Linked DNA regions of Salvelinus alpinus: region 2 is linked to region 1. A link is a contact called in public Hi-C data. All regions are on one chromosome and are shown on one strand. Each heading gives the region's core, a stretch centred on a gene start, on an enhancer-like site or on the middle of the called end of the contact. The rest is flanking DNA. Distances are from core to core; before and after follow the strand shown. Region 1 holds the start of LOC139566216 (actin-related protein 3). Region 2 holds the start of LOC139566353 (oxysterol-binding protein-related protein 11-like).

Region 1 (4,836 bases), core at 450-2,949:
CTTTCATATCACATCAAAATAATCACAAATGCAAGATTCACACTTCCTGTACACTGTTTGAACACAGCTGCAGCTGACCGTATTTCTCAGTGACAACACGTGTGGCGTCCGTCTTCCGTTTACACACAGGTGTTCGGAGAAGCAGATAGCTATTTAGCACAGGTAGCCCACTCTTTATTCTATCTGTTTTCCATAAACAAGCGCTGTAACATGGAAATATGGCCGTGTGGGAACCCTAACCCTATTTTCTTTCATTATTATTTCTGGCTGATATAAAAGATAAAGGTCCTTATGCTGCCAAAACCGTACTGCAAGCGATGCGTGTTAATGTTCAGACCGAGCTTCGCGGTTCTTAACAAAACTGCTCAGTACAGAAGACACCTTCGTCCAATGACTTGTGTAATGGAAAGGATCTTATAGTCATGATCAAGGGCTACATATGAATGGACATGGTACATTATCATTAGAAGACTGTATGACAGCGTTTCCCAAACTCGGTCCTCGGGACACCAAGGGGTGGTTTTTGCCCTAACACTACACAGCTGATTCAAATGATCAAAGCTTGATGATCTGAATCAGCTGTGTAGTGTTAGGGCAAAAACCAAAACGTGCACCCCTTGGGGTCTCGAGGACCGAGTTTGGGAACCGCTGCTGTATGATACAGAAATACTTACATGAAGGAACAATAAACTGTGGCTCTGTGTTTCCAGCATATCCAATCTTTGTGTACCTACAACAAATGCATTGCATGAGAAAGTTCAGTGGGTTATATAGATCATAATGGTGTAATCATTATAGCTCATGATGCATGATCATGGGGAGGGGGGGGGGGTACTTCTGGGGTACTCAATGCGAGCAGAGCAACATTCAGTTGGTGGTACAGTAACCGAAAAAGGTTGCAAACCACTAATCTTTTTTTTTTTTTATCACCTTTATTTAACCAGGTAGGCTAGTTGAGAACAAGTTCTCATTTGCAACTGCGACCTGGCCAAGATAAAGCATAGCAATTCGACACATACAACAACACAGAGTTACACATGGAATAAACAAAACATACAGTCAATAATACAGTAGAAAAATAAGTCTATATACAATGTGAGCAAATGAGGTGAGATAAGGGTGGCATGACTGTCTGTGGACTAGGCCAGTTATACGCTTCCACAAATTGAAACATACATGTTACGTAGACTACAGTAACAGATTAAAGTCAATGCATACTGCTAATGTAACTTTAACGAGTGGGGGACACTGATGGAAAATAGCTACTAGCAAGTTATCTTCTTGAACCTAAAATGGTTAACTAGCTTAGTTTGCTGGCTGGATTAAACGAAATGAAGCAAATAAAGGTTGTTGCTGACCAGCTAGCTATCTTGATTTGTTTACTTTGCACGCCCAACGTGTATGCCATGTCTGGGTGTATCTAGCTAAAGCCAATGAATTAGTTAGCTAGCTATTAGCATTAGCACTTGCTACTTACCCTGTGCCACAGTCAACTACACAAGCCGGTAGACGTCCAGCCATGTTTCCTTAAATATCTACTGCAGATTGCAATGGTGAATTGCTGCTATATTCCAAATGAGTCTTATAAAAAGGAAAGTCGTTTGTTTTGGGTAGAGGGATAATCATTTATTTAGCTAGCTAGTTTAGAGGCGGAACCCTGAACCCGCAGAGTGAAGTTACTTCCGCAATCACCTGATGCGGAAGTTGAAAGCGGCTGACGCGACACTGATCATAACGTTTGTTAAAACATTTCTAATATCGCACCTTATCAGAGGGGTAAGTAAATGTACACTTTCTAATTGCATGTAAAACATATTAAACAATTATTCTCTATAATGTACCGTTAGTTTTTATAGTAGCAGCAGAACAATTGTTCAGTCAATTCACGGACAGGATTTTGTGACTACTGATGTAGGCAGTAGACTATCTGAATAGAATATCTTCTTTGAACATTGCATGACGCTATTGAAATCCATGACATTAAAAAGCATTGTATCAATGCGTTAGATTGACCTTTTGGGTGAACATGAAAACCAATATCTCTTCTCTCTATCCTATGTAAATTGTTCAATAGTCTATAGGTAAAATTGGGAGATTCAAGAAATATACTGCATGAGTGATTAGTGTTACCCAAGACCATCTCTCAAAAGTTTCCATTTTCAGAGCTATGTGTCCCTCGAAGCTATAGGCTAGTGCAGCATCCCCAAAAAACATCTCCAGCGACCTGCTCTGCTTAAAGATGATATAATTGATTTACCGCCCATCAACCAACCAAGGAGGATTGTAATTCCCTCCCACCATGACCACATGGAAGGCCACTGATAAAGAAGATATATTAGCTGAGAGAGCTCTGGGGCTGAGAGCTGGATCCATCATGGAGGGCCATCTAGTGGCTAGACTAGATCCAATACCTGAGCTTTACAGAACATTGCCTTATTTCTCTCCAGGAAGAGTCATCCATCGCTCACTTCGGTGGTCCGTCACTCCCTATATCCTCCCAAAGCCCTCAGCTTTCTCTTCTTGTTCAAACGGTCCTCTCCAGTCAGTGGGAGAAACCATCCCTTTACTGTGTGTCGACATTATGGGAAGAGGAAAAGCTGACAAATGGACACAGTTTAGCTGAGAAACCTTTCAAAGGTACATTTGATTTCTGTCCTCATTTAATATTAAATGTACAGGCCCAGAGTTACTGTATTTGAAGGGCTGCTATAAGAAAGAGGATGCGTACAGTAAATTGTTATTATAACTTGGGGTGTATTACTATTTCACCAGTAGGTGGCAATATGCATTTGACAGTACAATGTACAGTCAGTGCCAATAGAAAGTACACCCCCTTGAACTTGTGGGATTGAAATAGATTTAATTGTACTTTTTTTTTTACATTGATCTACACAAAATACTCTGTCAAAGTGAAAATATATATGTATGTGTATATATATTTACAAATTAATAAATAAAATATAGTCGTTACATAAGTATTTGCCCCATTTGTTTGGGTAAGCCTAAATTAGTTCAGAAGTAAATTTGGCTTAACAAATCACATAATACGTTATATGGACTCACCAGCTATGTGCCTGGTTTGGATGCCAGGTGGCGGCCCTAGCGGGGGGGCTGTCACACCGTGATCTTTTTCACCTGTCTTGCGCTTGTCTCCACCCCCTACCAAGTGTCTCCTATTCTTCCCCATTATCCCCTGTGTGTTTATACCTGCGTTTTCTGTTTCTCTTGCCAGTTCGTCTTGTTTTGTCAGGTCTTACCAATGTCTTTCCTGTTTTTCAAGTTCTTGTTTTCTAGTCTTCCCGGGTTCTGACCTTTCTGCCTGTCCTGACCCTGAGCCTGCCTGCCGTTCTATCCATGATTGACTCTGCCTTGGATTACGAACCTCTACCTACCCTTTGCCTGCCCCTTTGTTATAATACATATTATGAGAACCAAACTATCCGCCTCCTGTGTCTGCATTTGGGTCATATCCTGAGTCGTGATAGTGGTTCATTATTTTGACCTTCCTATCTACCATATACTCCATCTAAACGTGAATCAATTCCCAGTTGCGATACGGTTAAAATACTTCTCCTGGACATTATCATTCACTTTGATAAGACAAGACGTGAAAAAAATTCTATTTTGCTAATGTATGAAAGGTTCCCTGGGCAAGAAAAGGTTGAAGACCCCTGCTATAGAAAGAGAGGATGAATGCCAATCCAATCACAGCACAGGAACTGGACAGAAATATAAACTATATATACAAAGGTATGTGGACACCCCTTCGGCTATTTCAGCCACACCGTTCCTGACAGTTATATAAAATCAAGCACACAGCCATGCAATCTCCATAGACAAACATTGGCAGTAGAATGGTCTTACTGAAGAGCTCAGTGACTTTCAACGTAGCACCTTTCCAACAAATCAGTTCGACAAATGTCTGCCCTGCTAGAGCTGCCCCGGTCAACTGTAAGTGCTGTTATTGTGAAGTGGAATGGTCTAGGAGCAACACCAGCTCAGCCGCGAAGTGGTAGGCCACACAAACTCACAGAACGGGACCACCGAATGCTGCAGCGCGTAGCGAGTAATAATCCTCTGTCTTAGATTGCAACACTCACTACCGACTTCCAAACTGCCTCTGGAAGTAACGTCAGCAAAATTACTGTTCGGCGAGAGCTCCATGAAATGGGTTTCCATGGCCGAGCAGCCACACACAAGCCTAAGATCCCCATGCGCAATGCCAAGCATCGCCTGGAGTGGTGTAAAGCTTGCCGCCATTGGACTCTGGAGCAGTGGAAACGCGTTCTCTGGAGTGATGAATCACGCTTCAAAATCTGGCAGTCCGTCCCCAGATGGTGAAGCGTGATTCTTCACTTCAGAGAACGCGTTTACATCTGGGAATCTGGGTTTGGCGGATGCCAGGAGAACGCTACCTTCCCCAATGCATAGTGCCAAATGTAAAGTTTGGTGGAGGAGGAATAATGGTCTGGGTCTGTTTTTCATGGATCGGGCTAGGCCCCTTAGTTCCAGTGAAGAGAAATCTTAATACAACAGCATACAATGACATTCTAGACAATTCTGTGCTTCCAACTTTGTGGCAACAGTTTGGGGAAGCCCCTTTCCTGTTTCAGCGTGATAGCCAGGCCTAATTGCCAAACATCAGTGCCCGGCCTCACTAATGCTCTTGTGGCTGAATGGAAGCATGTCCCCACAGTAATGTTCCCAGAAGAGTGGAGGCTGTTATAGCAGCAAAGGGGGAACCACCTCATATTAAGCACATGATTTTGGAATGAGATGTTTGACGAGCAGGTGTCCACATACTTTTGGTCATGTAATATACCATTCTAGTCAAAA
Region 2 (4,970 bases), core at 2,373-4,872, 220 kb after region 1:
TTGTTTTTCAATCAAAATTATTATTTTGAGAATATTTGTTCCACAAATTGTAAAAATGTCAAATGAATTGAATTTTTTTTTGTAACCCAAGAATGATTACTTAACATTTGTCAAGTGCTTTAGTTGATAAGCTGATACACAATCAAAACACAAAACATATGAATATGCGACAAAGCACGTTAAGTAGTGCTTCTTCAGACTTAGTATCAAATGAAATGATAAGGAATATTTAGTGGTTACAGTTACATTTTTATGTAGTTACAGTATTATAATGAGCATTTATGCAGCACTGCTGCCCTCTGATGGTATGATGGTGCTATTGGAAGTGGCTCCGGGGTGAAGTATCCCTATAGATACAGATCTAGGATCAGCTTCCCCTCTCCAATCCCAACCTAACCATAGGGGAATGCAAAACTGACAAGATCAGCATCTAGGGGCAACTTCACTCTACACCATTGGAGGAGCTGCAGGTTCCGTGGCTGCAGGTTCCAGAGTGATCACATATGTTCAGGGTGGCTCTGCAGACATGTGATAAACTCCTGCACAGCTTTGCCCTCAAAGCAGATCTGGTACACAGAGGCAAACAACGGAAACCTACAAGACAAAACATTGCACTAAATCTCAATGCAGCAAGAGGTGGTTCCATTAGCAGCACTCACACATTTGTTGAGGAGAGCTTCAGTTCAAACTTGCAGGTAATTTGATGAAAATGTATGTAGTGAATGAGTAGAGGAATATTGGAGGAACATTTTCAGGTCACTAAATGTATTAAAAGTAGGCTCAGCGATGCACGAAGTAAACAAAAACATCGGGCCAATTTCCGCAAGAGCGTTAAAGCACGAGGCTAAACTTCTTCACTATTTTGGTCCCATAGTCATCACGTTGTAGCAGCGTGAAGCGGACACGTGCACAGGCGCAGATACTCTGTGTGACTGTGTGAGAGCAAGCAAAGTCATAGCGTTGAGTCTCACTTTAAGGTGAAAGAGTTTGTACTCACTTGTTGATCATGTCTCTCTTCTTGAGAATTTTGAACACCTCAGCAGAGGTTTGTGGGCCTTGCAGCTTCTGGCCATTGAGCATCTCAGCCTCTAGCTCTTCAATAGACTGGAGAAGTATGCAACATAGCTAGTTACTTTACTTAAAGCATGTATACACACACAAACATTCCATGGGTTTCTTGAAGTGATGGATATTAATATCTTAACTGTTATCAACCAGACAAAACGGGTGGAAGTTGTACTGGTCACAGCAGAGTCACATCCTTGAGTCGTGTTTGTCTAGATATGTCACCTTGGACGTCTTGGCGAAGGCCTCGGCCACCTTGCGGTTGCGCCCCCCGTAGCAGGTGGTGATCAGGTCGGCGACCCCACAGCTCTCCAGGAAGGTCACGGAGGACACCTGGCCCTTACAGAACAGCTTGGTGAAGGCGATCATCTCCATCAGCCCCAGCCGGATCACCGCAGCCTTGGTGTTGTCCCCAAAGCCCAGACCGTCACAGAACCCAGCGCCCACCGCTACAATATTCTGGGAAGGAGAGAGTGGGAAAGGAACCATAAGTGGTATGTGCAGTTCTCTACTCTTCTTCTAGCAATATTATGATTCATGGTTTGTAACAAATGATTTGACAATGTGAGCAAATAAAACAGAGGTACAGTGGAGCGAAACATAGGCCTTCTGTGTAAGTTACGTTAACGATGTAGCTATATGTAGCAAAAGTTGTTCTCTTTGAGTTTAAATGTAAATTGTACCTTGAGAGCCCCACAGAGTTCTACTGTGTCACTCTCCTGCACCACGGTGATCCTGAAGTTGGGAGTCTGCAGCAGCTCTTTAAAGATATGTCCGTTTGCTTCGTTCTTAGCTCCTGTTTAGGTAGTGATAGAAAGTCAAGGTACACATAACTGCATCCGTGGGAGTTGCAACACACTAAACATTACAGCAATAGTCTAGATAAAATGATCTAAAAATGTCTTACCAATTGTGGTCTCACAGAACTTCTCATCAGCCACTTCGTTGGCAATGTTGGCCCCCATCAGGACGCTAACCTCAATTTCCAGTTTCTCACGGATGATGTCAGAGATGAGCTTCAAGCCCTCTGGGCCTTCATCGATGCCCTGAATAAGGACCAGGGCAGAAAAGAGATCTTAGGCTGCCTTCAATCACTCATTTTGTAACATATAACCCTAGTTACCAGCATTTGGGTGGCTGCATTTTTTTTGACTAGGCTGCTATTACATAATGAGTGTAAAATCATAGCCATGATGATAAATTCATACAGCTGAGACTTTCCCTGAGCACAATATGAAGCCAGAGTAAATTCAGACTTAAAATTGTTTATAGATTTTAGCAATGTTTTTTCTAAGTGAGAGCTGGTGTGAAAAAGAGGTAAATGGCATTACTTTGATGAGGGATATCCCAATGGTTCCCTGTGTAAGATGAGGTTTCATCTGATCACATAGCCTCCCAATGAACTGATGTGGAATGACAAAGATCAGTATGCTGGCCCCTTTCACCGCTTCTGTGACTTCTGGGACAGCAACCTGGTAAATTGGAGCGGGAAAAGATAGCATGATACATTGTACTACTCATGATGGATGTTACTGTGTAGTAGCATTTATCGTGAATCTACATTACGCAGTGGAGGCTGTTGAGGGGAGGACAGCTCACAATAATGGCTGGAACGGAGCGAATGCAATGGCATCAAACATGTAGAGACCATGTGTTTGATGCCCTTCCATTTTTCCCGCTCCAGCCATTACCACGATCCTGTCCTCCCCAATCAAGGTGCCACCAACCTCCTGTGATTACAAGATGTTATGTGATGTTATTTTGTTACATGGAGTTGACATAAGGGGCGGATGGCTATAATAATACATACATTAAGTTTTGACACAGTGGAAAGCAAGGTATGTCAGACTGGTAGGCCATTCAAAGAATGACAAATACCTTTAGCATCTATTCATGAAGATATATTCTGGCTGGGGGAGTTTTGTTAAGAGCCCTGATGCTCGTTCTGAACGTTAACATGCATCACTATTGGTTTGGGAAATATAAGGGACATATCTTTTATAGCAGCGAGAAATAATTACCCAAAAACCTAAAGTCTAAATTCCTACACACCTTTATAGTATGTCTGGGAATTTCCACGGACCTCACAATACCATATTATCACAATATTTAGGTGCCAATACGATATGTATTGCGATTCTCACATTTCTATGTATTGCGATTCGACACTGTGATTGTATTGCGATTCAATGTTCCAAACTGTTCACCATAGCTGCAGAGGGACAAGCAAGAACATGAGAAAACAAGTCTTGATCAGTCATTGGAATAAAAGTGCTGAAAACAAATTGGCGCCCTATTTTTTTTTTAAAGACTGAGAACAAGCTATGAAGGAAAAGTTCTGGGGTTTTGGTTTAGCTACAGACAACTAGCAAAAAAAATCATATTGCGATATTTTCAAAACTACATGATACATTGTCAAAAATAGTATCCTGATATGCAACTGTCTAGATTTCTTACCCCAGCACTATTTTATACGGTTAGGGTTTATGTTCCCACATGGCCATGTTACAAGCACTTTATTAAGGAAGACTAATGGAAGGCAGAGAAGACCACCTGTGCTAATTAGCTATCTAGCGTGCTTAAACACCTGTGTGTCAGCGTAACTGGAAAGGAAGTGTAGTTTGTGGTCTGGAGGAACACATTTGGCATGATATTGATCCCATACTACGCATACACACAGTCCTATGGTTCTGTGCAAACCTGATACAGTAAGTGTTATCTTTTATATTTGAAAGATTATTTCTCGCTGATATGAAAGATAATCCTATGTTTCAAAAACCGCATTGCAAGCAATGATTATTGGCGTTTTCTAAACTTTAAAACAAAGAGATGGGATTGTAGTGTACATGGGCCCACCGGTAAACGGTGCTTATAGCTGAGAACCCTAGGGATAAGGCAGAATGCCTTGTTAATGCCTTGGGTTCTTGAGAACAACCCAGACGAATATGTTGTTAGTTCTGTATAGGTCAAACTTCACTCATCTTATCTGTGTGTGTCCTTTTACACAACCACAAAGCATGTCCGGAGATAGGAGATAATGTTAAATCCAGATGTATTGCCCAACTCAATGATTTGTAATCTTGAGGCAAAAAATCTCTACTAAAACACAATACTAACCACATTTTTGGGAAGCTTGTGACCCGGTAGGTATTTGACGTTCTCATGCTCTGTGTTGATGATTTCTGTTAACTTTTTGCCATCGATCATCTCTTCAAACACCCACATGTTGACAATGGGGTCAAACCTGTTGGATCCCTTTGCATTGTGACCGACGATTTTGGCTATCGCTGAGCCCCTAGGAGATGATGAAAACATATTTTCAAAATCCCAGTCGCAAAATGAACATGCTAAATATATCCTGGGGGTACGATAACCAGATTATTACAGTACACGGAATGTCTTGAATGTAAATCAAACTTCTATGTTTGATATTCTATGAAACTACACGCAAGTTGTACATTTAACCTAATATCAGCACTTAGTTGGCTACATTATGACTCAATCAGTGGAATTAATAATGATATAATGTTGTCGAATGCAGGCACATGCAAATAGAGAAAGCGCGTAAATATACCAGTTTCCAGATCCAACGATGCACACTTTCTTAGCAGGCATTTTTAAGGTAGAGTAGCAGGCACGATTTCTTTAACAGTGTTAACAGCTCAGTAAAATGCCGTGTTTATAACCATAACTTCCTTATACGCCATTGTCGTGTGGGCAGCACATTCTTTTTTAGCACACCGCCCTTTTTTTAACCTGTTTATAAAAGAAGGGAAAGGTTTGTACATGTTAGATAACAGTAGGGTTATTCTGGGTGTGCCACCACGGCGAACCTGTCATGACAAGTATGGAGAGACATTAATGCATGGAGAAAGTTCTATAGTTTTCTCGATGTGCAGAGCTCG

The links. Hi-C and Micro-C count contacts between places; a contact is called where the count stands out from the background.
Region 2: a contact with region 1 is called in a Hi-C map of muscle, with 9 times the contacts expected there. The contact joins the promoter of LOC139566353 here to the promoter of LOC139566216 in region 1. A contact is called at or near these places in 2 of 3 Hi-C or Micro-C datasets (muscle and red muscle).

The regions. Positions count from the first base shown.
Region 1 is chr38:5,452,087-5,456,922 of SLU_Salpinus.1, forward strand. It overlaps LOC139566216 (actin-related protein 3), which reads right to left and starts at 1,700. Exons shown (of 12, transcript XM_071387258.1): 1 at 1,478-1,700; 2 at 675-730. The coding sequence starts at 1,521.
Region 2 is chr38:5,673,523-5,678,492 of SLU_Salpinus.1, forward strand. LOC139566353 (oxysterol-binding protein-related protein 11-like) reads left to right here and starts at 3,623. Exons shown (of 13, transcript XM_071387478.1): 1 at 3,623-3,773. LOC139566358 (glycerol-3-phosphate dehydrogenase [NAD(+)], cytoplasmic-like) reads right to left here and starts at 4,829. Exons shown (of 8, transcript XM_071387484.1): 1 at 4,640-4,829; 2 at 4,183-4,360; 3 at 2,397-2,537; 4 at 1,973-2,111; 5 at 1,749-1,861; 6 at 1,291-1,524; 7 at 998-1,104; 8 at 1-594. The coding sequence starts at 4,680. The coding sequence ends at 498.